Linked DNA regions of Mus musculus: all the other regions are linked to region 1. The links are chromatin contacts, called in public Hi-C and HiChIP or PLAC-seq maps. All regions are on one chromosome and are shown on one strand. Each heading gives the region's core, a stretch centred on a gene start, on an enhancer-like site or on the middle of the called end of the contact. The rest is flanking DNA. Distances are from core to core; before and after follow the strand shown.

Region 1 (2,772 bases), core at 183-2,682:
ACAGACCCTGGAGTTAGCTTTTCATTTTCATACAGAGGAAGGAACTACCATTGTCTGGATTTTGCAAATGGGCCAAGTATATCGGTCTTTTAATGATAACCAGTTATGGTTTGTATTGAAAAGCCCTCCCCTCATATATTTTGCTGTTCTCGGAAGTCTGGGCAGACTGTGCTAGATAGCCTGCTCAAACAACACGATGTCCTGGAGGAGCTGGACTGGTGTTTGGAGGCTTTAGAGGACAATGTACTTGCAAGCTGTTGCCAAGGCCAAATCCTCCGTCTCCTTAGGACTGAACATTCTCAACCTTCCTAGCCCTGCTACTCCTTTAATAAGCTCCTCATGTTGTGGGGAGCCCCAACTGGAGATTATTTCCATTGCTACTTCATAACTGGAGTTTTGCTACTGTTATGAATTATAATATAAATATCTGTGATTTCCAATGGTCTTGGTTGTCCCCTGGGAAAGGGTCATTTGACCCTCAGAGGGGTCTTGACCTATGAATGGATGAGTTTCTTCCCTTGCCCCTGTACCCCCAAATTCTCTCTCCTCCCTGCCTATACTGTTAGCTTTTCCCTAACCTGTTTAAGAGACTCTCTGGCACACATATCTGCTCTTACGTATGCTGTGTTAAGATTCTCTGATATACTGAAATGTACGTTTCAAAAGTGAAACCTCTGCTTTTTTTTTTTTTTTTTTTTTTTTTTTTTGGACAGTGCTGACTTTTGGGGGCAGGGAGGGGTGGGCAAAGATATCAACAATCACAGCAACCCTACCTGGCCTCACCAGAGGCTGCTCAGTGGTACATGGGTTCCGCTTTCTCTGGAGTACTTCTCATAGTTCAAAAAAGCTTGAAGCTGCGGAAGACAGCCCCGCCCTCTGCATCATTCAAAAGAAAACTCAGACATAGAGGCGGGCTCTTGGTTCTTGCATGGAAACGTTCAGGATTCTTTCAAAGTTAGAGAACCATAACTTTGTTTTTTACTCCTTGGTTCTTTTATTCATGTGATTTAGCCTAGCAAGACTAAGTCACACATGCTAACAGCCAGCTCAGAATAGATATAATGATTTTAGATCAAAACTCTGTGCAGAAAAAAAAAAATCATGGACTGAAATAGGGGATATCAGGGCCAAGCAAACTCAGATGCCTTAAGGAAATAGCAAAAATGGGTTCTTCCCTCTTCTGTGGACGGCCAGCGTGTTACAGCACCCGTGTGCATGTGAGATCTCTGCCTTTTATTTTCAGTTACCCCCAAGTCTCCTAACCAAAGCGTCTCCTCCCTGATGAGGGTGATCACTGGCTACAAGCCTGGGGCTTCCACACCCAAGGTCTGGGAAGCTGCTCTTTCCGGAAGGGTGGTAGAGACCCTGGGAACCAGACCAGGCGGGCTCACAAAGTATGAAGAGAATGTCGGGAGAGGAAGTGGTGGCTCTGAGTCAGCACGAGTCATCTGGTTCCAGTGACAATGAAGACTGAGGTGTCTGCTTTGCAGTTTTTTTTTTTCTTTTCTTGTCTTTTTTTTTTTTTTTCCTAATCATGTGGACATCTCTGAGAATGAGGGGACTGGGTGACTTTGCAGTGTCTGCTTTCTAAGTTTCAAAGTGACTTTCCAGGCAAGCTGCGCATATCTTGGGATCTTCACAGCACAGTGGCTGGGAAGGCAGGCGGACCCGTCTATCAGCTTCTCCCTGGTGAGTACTCTCAGTCAAAGATGTTTTCCGTGCACCTCTGAGCTGTGACAGCTGCTGTGTTCTGGGGTAGACACTGCTTCTCCCAGACTTTGAAGGTTTTGTGAGGTCAGAAAAGTGGCTCCCTCTGCCTCCAGCCCACCTGTTGTGTCTGTTGCGGGACTCTTGGAGGAAGTTTCTGAGCTGTGCCTTGTGGATGGTGGCTGTGTGTTATGCTGTCTCAGAGGAGAGCGTGAGGCTTGCCTGGGAAGGAAGCCACCACGGATTCCTAGCTAGAAGCTAAAGTGAAGGTCAGAGACGGAGGTGGGTGAGTTTGTGTTAACTGGGCACTGAGGTTGAACTAGTTTCCGCTCCTAAGAAGCAGAAGGAAGAGCCAACCCCGGGGGCAGCTTCTGGTCTCTGACTCAGGCAGCCAGGCCTGAGCTGTCCAGCTTCAGGGCAAGAAGTATGGCAGCGAGGCAGAATTTTGTCTTTTCTCTGAACACGCTACATCCCGTGCTTCCCTTTAACGCTCCAGGTGGAAAATGTGTTCAAAAGCAGAAAGAAAAGCCACAGGCTAGGGACCAGGAAGGGCATGGTGGAAGATGGGGGAAGGGAGTGGGCTGAGTTACTGCTATTCTTACAAACATCTTTACTGTCAAATAAACAGTTACAGTAACTGCTGTGCCACTTTTAAAGCAAATCTAAAAAGCGGTCATTTGCTTAAAAAGCTGCATAGCAGGCTGCAGGGAAGACAGGAGCCTGTTCTGAGCAACTCACTGGGGCGTGTGGGGCTTCCCGGGTTAAGAATGAGTCAGCAACCTAACTGAATGAGCCCTGAGAGCAGCTCCATTCACTCTGAGCGTAACAGGAGTTTGCCGGCTCGGGTCTTTGCATGATATCAGCATTGCCTGGCCCTCTGTGAAGAGGATAGTCACACACGTTCAGCTTTCTCCTGGAATGTACCTGAGAGGTCTCTTGGCTGTCTCCTTGTCAGGAATACTGTGTTCGGCTTCTTCAGCATGCCTGGGCTGATGACAATCATTTTGGGTCCTGCCCCTGACCGAGCACAGAGTTTGTTAAACGAACTCTGGGGTGCAGGAAGGA
Region 2 (2,700 bases), core at 47-2,546, 190 kb after region 1:
TTGAGGAAGAGTTCATAGGTGACAGAGTTTTCAGTGTAGCCATGCCTTAAGCTTTATTGTGATAATTGTCAGGAGGAAACTTTCTTCCAAAGTTTTACTGTGTTTAAATCTGTAAAAAACAAAAAAAAACAAAACAAAACAGCGCAGGGTCAGACTCGGGAAGTTTGAACCAGCCTGGCTAAGGAAGCTGTGCTGAAGAGAGTTTCATTCTTGCCTCTCCAAGGATATTTCACTGCTGGCTGTGACTCTTGAAGGGACCTCCACAATACAGGGAGTTGGACAAAGTGGCCTCCACCCTGGTCTGTGGCAGCAGTTACATAGACCAGGAAGACCACAGAGAAGACTCTGTCTATCCGGGACCCTATTTGTGATGACCAGCCAGGGCTGTCTGGACCTCTTGGCCGGGCTTCCTAAGCAGTCTCCTAGTTCCTTCATTTGTTGCCCCACCCTCACATCAGGGAACCTGGGGCTCCCTTTTAGCCTCCCTACATCTCCCTAAAGTCCAGCCAGCACCACTGGTTCTTGTAGGGAGCACCCAGCACTCCAGGTCGCAGAGCAGCTAGACCCCATGAGGACAGCAGCTTTGCTCTTTGTCAGCCTGCTGGAGGCCCAGAGATTCCAGTCTCACCAGGTTCCTTTGTCTAGTCTGTTTGTCCCAGAGGTACACAGCAGGCACTCGGATGATGTCATTTAGGACAAACCCTTTGCAGGCAACAACAGCGTTTAAAGCCTGAGAAGAAACACCCCCTCCCCTCTGTCCTCCCCTCCCCCTCTGTTCTTCCCTCCCAACTCTTCCTTTCTGCTTTATCTGCACCAAAATTCACTCTCAAGGAAGACGTTCTGTCCTAAGAAGAAACAGTTGGATAGCAGTGTGAACAAGAAATAAAAATTAAATGTTAACAATCCCTGTTAGCATCCTGTGGCTGGCTCAGTGTCCATTGTCAGTGATCCGCTGGGTTTTTTATGTAATTTCTTCTCTATAACCTGTCTTTTCGCAATAACAGCTTCCTCTGCCCTGGGACTTCCATGTCCACCCTATTGGCTGCACAGAAGGCTTTGCCCTGAGCAAGTTCTTCCTGCTCATACCATCTTGTGGGGAGGCTTCCTGTGTCTAATTAGACAATTCCAAGGTTTGGGAACTTCGTCTGCACCAGGGCCTTTAATTTCATGTAAATTCGGTAGATACAAGTATGAGATACGAGCACTTTCAGTCCTGAAAGAATGTGAGCACCATACAGTGGTTTCCATTTCCTCTCATCTGATTCATTTCAGGGGATTCTCTGGGTGACCCAGGAACTCAGTCATCTCAAACTTCCTGCCCTGCCCTTCCCTGGGGAAGGAGGGGGAAAGGAGCCAAGCCTAGAAAGTCTACAGCCTGCTGGGAAGCTTGCCCTCTGACCCTAGAAAAGCCAGAAAGACCGGTTTCCAGGGTGCAGCGGAGGCTGGTAACTTTACCCTGAGGCTGCTTTTCCTCCTGGGAACTTCCTGCTGCATACTACCCTCTGGCCTCTCTGAGACCCCCATGCTCAGCACCCGCCCTCCCTTCAGGTACCTTTCTCCCTGTTTGTGTGCTATCCAGGGAGAGCAGCTTCTGTTGTCGGTGGTCCAGTCGCAGCATCCACCTAGTTGGGCTGTGCTCAGCGTGTACTTCAGGCTGTCTTGCCAAGAGCCAGTTGTCCTTCTTCGTGTCTTCAGGCTCAATTTATTACTTCAGAGAAAGAGACTTATACCTGGAAGCCATACCACCCGCTTGGGCAAATTCAACCAACTTTGTTTTTCTTTTTTTAAATAAAGAAAAATGTATTGAGGCTGTCCCACGTGTACTGTGCACCAGTCTGATTTGCCTTGAGAAGTGGAGGTCAGGTGGAGAGAACAAATGATAAAGCGCTGATAAAGTGCTGGCATTTACCACAGTGGAAGTTGTTTTGCACTAGGAGAGCTCATCTGAGTGGAAGTCTTCACCTTTTCAAATACCTGAGTAGAAATTGTAGGCAGGGAGTGGCACTCAAAGTCAATATCTCCCTCCTTTAGGATATTCAAAAGTTTGGATGACAAAAAAACAAAAACAAAATTCCAACAAAACAAAACAAAACCAACCAAACAACCACAACAACAACAAAAACAAAACAAACTTGGGTGTGACTTCAGCACTTAGCTATTAGGAAAGAGGCCTCCAATGTGCAGGACTTGGTGATGTGTTAGAATGGCCGGTGGTGCCACAACAGCACCAAAGCAGTTCCAGGTGGAAGAGGTTGTATTGGAAGGGAGAGACAAAGAAGAGGCAAAGAGAGAAAAGGGGGAGAAAGGAGAAAAAAGAGAGAGAGTGAGGAAGGGGCATTCTCCTTATTTATATGGAAAATGATGTAACACAAGTAAGGGTGGGAGGTGAGCCAAGTGAATGCTGGGAATATGGTGGTCATTGTCTTGGCAACCGGTCTGTAGGTCACAGGTCGTGCTGTTGCCTCATAGGTTTGGAATGTCCTGATGCCAACACTTGGTCTGGGATCAGAAGTTGGACCAGAAGAATTATGGCTTGAACATGGTGTAGACAGCTAGAAGCTCCTGTTGAGGGGATGGTCTCCTGCTGGTGGAGTCTATCATTGAAAGTCACTGGATCACAAACTCCTGATATAATCCATGACGTAACCCACTGACGGATCCATAACTCCAAGATATTGTTATTTGGAGGTGGTGCAAATG
Region 3 (2,700 bases), core at 187-2,686, 220 kb after region 1:
TGAGAAGTAGTATGTGCTCCTAACCGCTGAGCTATCTCTCCAACCCTCTTTCCGGGTGGGGTAGGGGGAGAGAGAGATGTGGTGGCTGGAGGAACCTTATTATATCTGCAGCAGGGTCAGGTGCTGACATAAGCAGTTGCTAGGTCTCCGAGAGTAGGCCAAGTGGAATTGCCTGTATATTAACAGGGCTAGCGTTAGGGGTCCTGGGTTTGAAGCCTAACATGGAGATCCCCACTTCTCTGAAGTGACAGACTGAAGGTGACCACATCTTACATGGACAGCTGTGGGGGTGCTGAGGTGTCTTGAGAAAAGTGAGACACTGGGCCCCGAATAATACTGTGTTTAGGGAGGGCCTGGGATAGGGAGACGCCAGACTCTTTAAGACCTGCTGTCCTGAGAGGCGCCCAAGCTTAAGCCTGACTGCTATGGAACTCAAACATAGAGTTTAGCAGAATGCTGGGTTGGTACCTGATGTCAAGACATCCGCCATACCCACAGGGTGTTCTATCCCCGGCTAGTCATACAGGAGGAAGCTCAGGCACCGAGATAGGAGGCTGCCTTGAGGCTTCACCCTTCCAGGTGCTGCATTAGCATTTTAATAGGGGCTTTCTGAGCTGCATCCCCAGGGGTCACAGTGCCCCAGGCTGCAGCAAAGCAGGTGCTTCCAGCCGGGAGATCCCCAGCTAGTATCCCTGCAGAGAGGCTTCCTGCTGCCTCTGGGTAGAAGCGGGTGTGGGAAGGAGGAGGGCGGCCTCCTAGGAATGGGAGGGAGATAGACGGGCGCTGGGGAAACGGAAACAGGTTAATTCGTTCTCCTTCCTGGATGAATAACCATATCTGCCCAGAAACGGAGTAGGTTCCTGGGGTGTACTGTGTTAATTGCCAGCCAGGCAGGGATGAGGAGGGACAGGACAAGGGATGGGGATACTAGGTGATGGAGAGTGGTTTCGAGCCTCACCTTCCTTTGTGAGAAGAATGTGATGGGACAGTTATGGCCTCAGGGACAGAATGGTGCCGAGCAGGCTTTTCTCCCTGTTCAAACCCCAAAGCCACACCTGAAACCCAGCATTGTGCTACCTCACATGCCTTGGGGCCCTTGGGATTCTCTTCCTGGCCTCCTTGCTTATCTCTAAGCAGACCAGTTCCTGGACTGTGAGGAGCGCTCATTATCTCCCCGTTGCCAAGGGCACTCTCCCTCCTTCGCCTGCTTCTAGACATTCTGCCTCCCAACACTTCCCGTGGTTAGTGCTTGCTTCCTGGCCGTGGAATCCCAGTCTTACCGCCGTATGCCCACGGCCCCTGTTTACGCTAGTGCAGCTCAGGCTATAGAAATGGCGCTGGAGAGAATCCCTTTCCAAGCCCCCGCCCCCACCCTCCCCAGTGCACTCCTCCTTAGCCCCAGCACCTTCCCAGCTCCAGAGGGCACTTCCTCTTCGTTTTTCCTCTGTCCTCAGATGACCTCACCCTTCCCAGCGAAAGGTGCTCTCTGCAGCCTCCAGCGCTGTACAGGCCTCCACATAATCTGCATAACTGGCCTCCTCTGATTTCCTGCAAAATCTAGATTCTAGGTCACTTCTGTTTCCTAAGCCTCCCCAGTGTGCAGTCAGTCCCTCTCAGAAAAGGTGTGATTCTCAGAAAAGTTTCCTAAAGCCATGTTTGGAAGTGACTGTGTTTTAAAAACAAAAGCAACCCGGGACACTAAAAATTACTTTTCTGAAGCCAAATCCTGCAGGCTAGCAAATCCCAACTTCTCTGCCCTGCCTGTTTTCAAGATGCACAATAACACGATCCTAGCAAATTTCTGTTCAGGAGTCTTTCTTTTCTCTGACGAGGCCTTAGTATTTATCTAGTAGAAATATTTCATTTGGGGATTCTCTACCCTGTAACTTTTTTAAAAAATCAGTTATTTGGCATGTGGTTCCCATTTCTAGAGCGGACTTCTCTTCCATTGTCATATATAAAGGTTCTGACAATTCACGAGGCTTTTCCAACTTTAACCTCTGCTTTGCAGAAAAGATAGCTTTGTCCAGCGAGGGCCATCTAACACCCGTCTGTATCCGCTCTGTGTTTCCCTGAGAGGTTTGGCAGGCAGCCAACTCAACGTTTTTTTTTTCCTGCAGTGTTAATTTTCACATATTTATGACAATTTCCCCAATGACAAAAATCCCAAAGTGGGAGCAGTTGTCCAATTTAGAGCCCTGTCTTTCAAATTACAATTGACAGAAAATGCAGTTGAGGAAAACCCAGCCACTAGTGCACACGTGCAAGCGCACGCACATGGGCACACACACACACACATAATTTCATGAGCTCAGGAAGTCCATCACTCTCTAAATAAAGAAACACTCAAAAGATTGACATGGGCTGAAAGATCAATAGCTGGGTGACTAGTGAGAATATGCCTAAGACAGTGAAATGAAACTGATTGTAAGGTAGAAAACCACGCAGGGGGAATCTGAAGGCTTGTGGGAACCAGCGGGCAAACATGATGATCATTGTTAAAGTAATTAACCCAAACAACTTTTGGGTAAATTCCAGGGAGTCCTCACCAGGGAAACTGATCCTTCAACAAGTTGGTTTCCAGTAAATTCTTTTCAAGCTGAGTGGCTTCAGGGGAATGAATGATGATTCATTAGTTGGCAGACTCACCCATTTCTTTAACTTTTCCTTGTTTCCTGGGTCTTTCCCTATGGAGCAACA
Region 4 (2,852 bases), core at 150-2,649, 250 kb after region 1:
CTGTTCTCTGGTATTTTGTAAGCCAAGCAACAACACAGTATCCTTGCAGCCTCTATCGCTGGCTTCTGCAGGCATGCGCTGCTTGGGTACGTGGCTTTCCTCCTTCCCTCGTGCACTTCCTCAGGTGTATGGTACACAGAGATTCCTAAAGGTCCATTGTCACTTGTGGCCGGAGGTGGGAGCTAGCATAGGTCCGTGCATACATATATGAGAAATATAGGTCAGACGGATGTCATATGTGATAAGGTCAGGAAAATGGCTAGTACATCATTGCCAGACTGGGTATCTGTGAGGACCACACAACAGATTGAGGAGTGCTGTCTCCTGGTCTCAGCCCAACCCAAGGCCCCAAATGAACCCAGAAGAGGCTGGACCCAGCCATCAGAGGTGGGGACTGTCCCAGCCTCCCTAATAGCTGAATTCAGTCATTAGAACTGCCCCACAGACAGCAGCAGCAGGTGGGTAGAAGTTATCTGGAGGCTATTCAATCAATCAATACTCAACGAAGGTCTGTGCCTTTTCTGTCTCAGATGCTGGATCAGGACAGCTTCAGTCTGTCCTGGCCCTCTTCCTGAGTGTCTCTCCCATTACAATGACAAAAGGAGCTCGAACATTCAGGACACTTGTTGGGCCAGGCTTGCTCCCATCCTGGCTACTTTTCAACAGAAAACTGTGTTGGGCTTCAGGAGAAGAGCTTGCAGTCACAGAACACACATTAAGGAAAGCTCTCAGCGCTTAGGAACACGGACAAAGAACTCTTCACTCTTTGAATGTGGAGTTTCATTTGATGTTTTCAGAAAGAAAACATTTAGCTTACTTTATATAAACCTACAGTTCTTCAAAGTCAGACAAAACAACATAAATTACACAAAACAAGACTGTGCTTAGGACTGTTGTCATTTCCTCCCTTGGCTCTATAACGTTGACTTGTGGACTTTGAAAGTAGTATTTTGTGGACAGAGAGAGAAACAGGCGCAGTCCAATAGGAAGCGCGGCATTGTCCCTGGCTGCTGCATTACTTTGTCACGGAGGTGGTGTTTACACACATTGACATCATGACTCAGGGGGACAAAGTCCTTTAGGTTTCACACCTGCCTCTCAGGAATTTTTGCTTTTGGGAAAGGGGGTTTGTCAGTATGGCTGTGCTCAGCTGATAACAAGATCTCCCCAGCTTCAGGCCCCCACTTTCTTTCCCTGGTCCATAAATAATCAGCACCATTGAGCTCCTGTGGGATTTTAGTCACAGGAGCAACAAGTGTACTCCCTCACATCTCGTCTGTCTGTCTGTCTGTCTGTCTGCATGTCTGAACTTAAAAGCCCCGACAGGAACTAGGAAGGTCAGTCCCATGTTTTGAAATCAAGTGGAGGGAATAAAGTCGTGACCCATGAGGTCACCAGCTGCCTCTTTTTGATGCTCCGAGAAGAGCTTCCAGAGGCCTCTGTCCAGACATCATCAGATAAGAGACATAGTGTGCCTGTCCCAAGGCTGCCTTGGCCTTCTGGTGTACAAGAATTTGAAGCCAAATTTCCTGTGAAAGAGAGTTCAAAGAAACATGGGTCTCAGTGCTTCTCTATCCCATTGCCCAGGGCTGTGCTGAGAAAGGCCCCGCAGCAGACAGTCCCACCAAGAATAGTACTAGAGGCCTGGAGGGAACTGGGAAGGACGCTCTCTTTCCCTTCCAATGTTGTGTTTGCTCATCGTGTCTGTGATGGAGCAGCCATGGTCTTTCCCTGAACGAAGAATTCTGCTGTCCTCAAAAGTACTGGAGATACAAAGAGTGGGGCTCACACAGCCCCAGTCTCCCAGAGCACTAGAACCCTGGGCCTGATCCTCCTTGACAGTCCCCAGTCACTGCAAGCTCACCGTGTGCAGAAGGCCTGCAGGCCAGAGGATGCAGTTTGAAGGTAGCACTGAGTGGTGGTCAGGGAAGGCTGGAAAATGAATCCTCCTCTGGCTGTCTGGGAGGAGGTTCCCTGAGAGAGCAAGGGCACCCGTAGGAGTGAACTGGGCATTCTGAGAAGCAGTCTGTGGCGTGTTCCAGGAAAGAGCCCTGCTTACTGGGATTTATTTTGCCCAAGTGTCATTTTCGGATGACACATGGACACTGCTGCTTTACAGTGGCCACCAGGTTCTGATAGCGACCTGTCTGAAAGGAGAGGTTGTGTGTGAACGATTACCAACCCGTCTTTCTGGGGAGTCCCCACATCAAATCCTGCCTCTGTGGAATTCTGAGGAGAGACTCTCACAGGGACTTCAGAGGACACACAGTGGTGGCAGGGCCCAGAGGCTGTTCATTTGAATGGGCCCAGTGTTCTCCTTAAAAACAAAATGGTTACATTTCGTTGTGTGTACACACGTGCAAGCATTCCATAGCAGGCACAGATGTGGCAGTCGGAGAACCACTTGTGAGAGTCGGTTTTCTCCTTTCCCCATTGATCTCAGGTCCTTGGGATAGGCACAGCACCTTTATGTCCTGGGGATCCTACTGGCCATGCACTTTTTTTTTTTTTTTTTTTTTACAAAAAGGTGAAGGTCAAGAGGCCAAGAGGGGATCCGGCTTACATGAGGAAGATTTACCTCAGAGTCCTAACCAGGCATGGAAATGCCTCCCAGTCCCCTAGCAGATGGTGCTACAAGTACCTACAACTCAACTGGTCCCCTCAGGTCCTACCAAGTCAGAGGGCTGAGCCTCAGCCCAGAGGACAACTTCAAATATAACTAGCAAGGTACATGTACCTACAAGTCAACAGGAGATCAGCCTGGGGCAATCTAAATGGCCTGAGGGGCACCTGGGCTGAGCCCAGCCCCACATGGGTGGGTAGGAGAAAGTCTGGTCTGGAATAGTTAGCTG

What was found. A called contact is a pair of places that touch in the nucleus more often than the background predicts. HiChIP or PLAC-seq counts read pairs in DNA pulled down with a chosen protein or histone mark.
Region 2: a contact with region 1 is called in a Hi-C map of embryonic fibroblasts, with 3 times the contacts expected there. The contact joins the enhancer-like site here to the promoter of Morrbid in region 1. A contact is called at or near these places in 2 of 484 Hi-C or Micro-C datasets (embryonic fibroblasts and embryonic stem cells) and 3 of 115 datasets of contacts at active chromatin or transcription factors (CD8 T cells, epiblast stem cells and pancreatic cancer cells).
Region 3: a contact with region 1 is called in an H3K27ac HiChIP or PLAC-seq map of embryonic stem cells, with 2.0 times the contacts expected there. The contact joins the enhancer-like site here to the promoter of Morrbid in region 1. A contact is called at or near these places in 2 of 484 Hi-C or Micro-C datasets (centroblasts and embryonic stem cells) and 7 of 115 datasets of contacts at active chromatin or transcription factors (the 230-238 cell line, CD8 T cells, bone marrow-derived macrophages and 4 more).
Region 4: a contact with region 1 is called in an H3K27ac HiChIP or PLAC-seq map of trophoblast stem cells, with 12 read pairs. The contact joins the enhancer-like site here to the promoter of Morrbid in region 1. A contact is called at or near these places in 1 of 484 Hi-C or Micro-C datasets (bone marrow-derived macrophages), 5 of 115 datasets of contacts at active chromatin or transcription factors (acute myeloid leukemia, bone marrow-derived macrophages, microglia and 2 more) and 1 of 9 other capture datasets (embryonic stem cells).

What each region holds. Positions count from the first base shown.
Region 1 is chr2:128,428,011-128,430,782 of GRCm38.p6, reverse strand. It overlaps Morrbid (myeloid RNA regulator of BCL2L11 induced cell death), which reads left to right and starts at 1,432. Exons shown (of 3, transcript NR_028589.1): 1 at 1,432-1,689.
Region 2 is chr2:128,239,412-128,242,111 of GRCm38.p6, reverse strand. No RefSeq gene overlaps it. Among named protein-coding and RNA genes, the nearest start is that of Gm14009, 71 kb to the right of the region's middle. Within about 2 kb of position 1,296, at least 112 of the 459 cell types and tissues checked have an H3K27ac peak or open chromatin away from gene starts, as enhancers often do. A contact at or near this core is called in CD8 T cells, embryonic fibroblasts, embryonic stem cells and 2 more, where this site is marked.
Region 3 is chr2:128,209,972-128,212,671 of GRCm38.p6, reverse strand. No RefSeq gene overlaps it. Among named protein-coding and RNA genes, the nearest start is that of Gm14009, 42 kb to the right of the region's middle. Within about 2 kb of position 1,436, at least 74 of the 459 cell types and tissues checked have an H3K27ac peak or open chromatin away from gene starts, as enhancers often do. A contact at or near this core is called in embryonic stem cells, pancreatic cancer cells and trophoblast stem cells, where this site is marked.
Region 4 is chr2:128,172,933-128,175,784 of GRCm38.p6, reverse strand. All of the region lies in intron 1 of Gm14009 (a long non-coding RNA gene), which reads right to left. Among named protein-coding and RNA genes, the nearest start is that of Gm14009, 4.6 kb to the right of the region's middle. Within about 2 kb of position 1,399, at least 22 of the 459 cell types and tissues checked have an H3K27ac peak or open chromatin away from gene starts, as enhancers often do. A contact at or near this core is called in trophoblast stem cells, where this site is marked.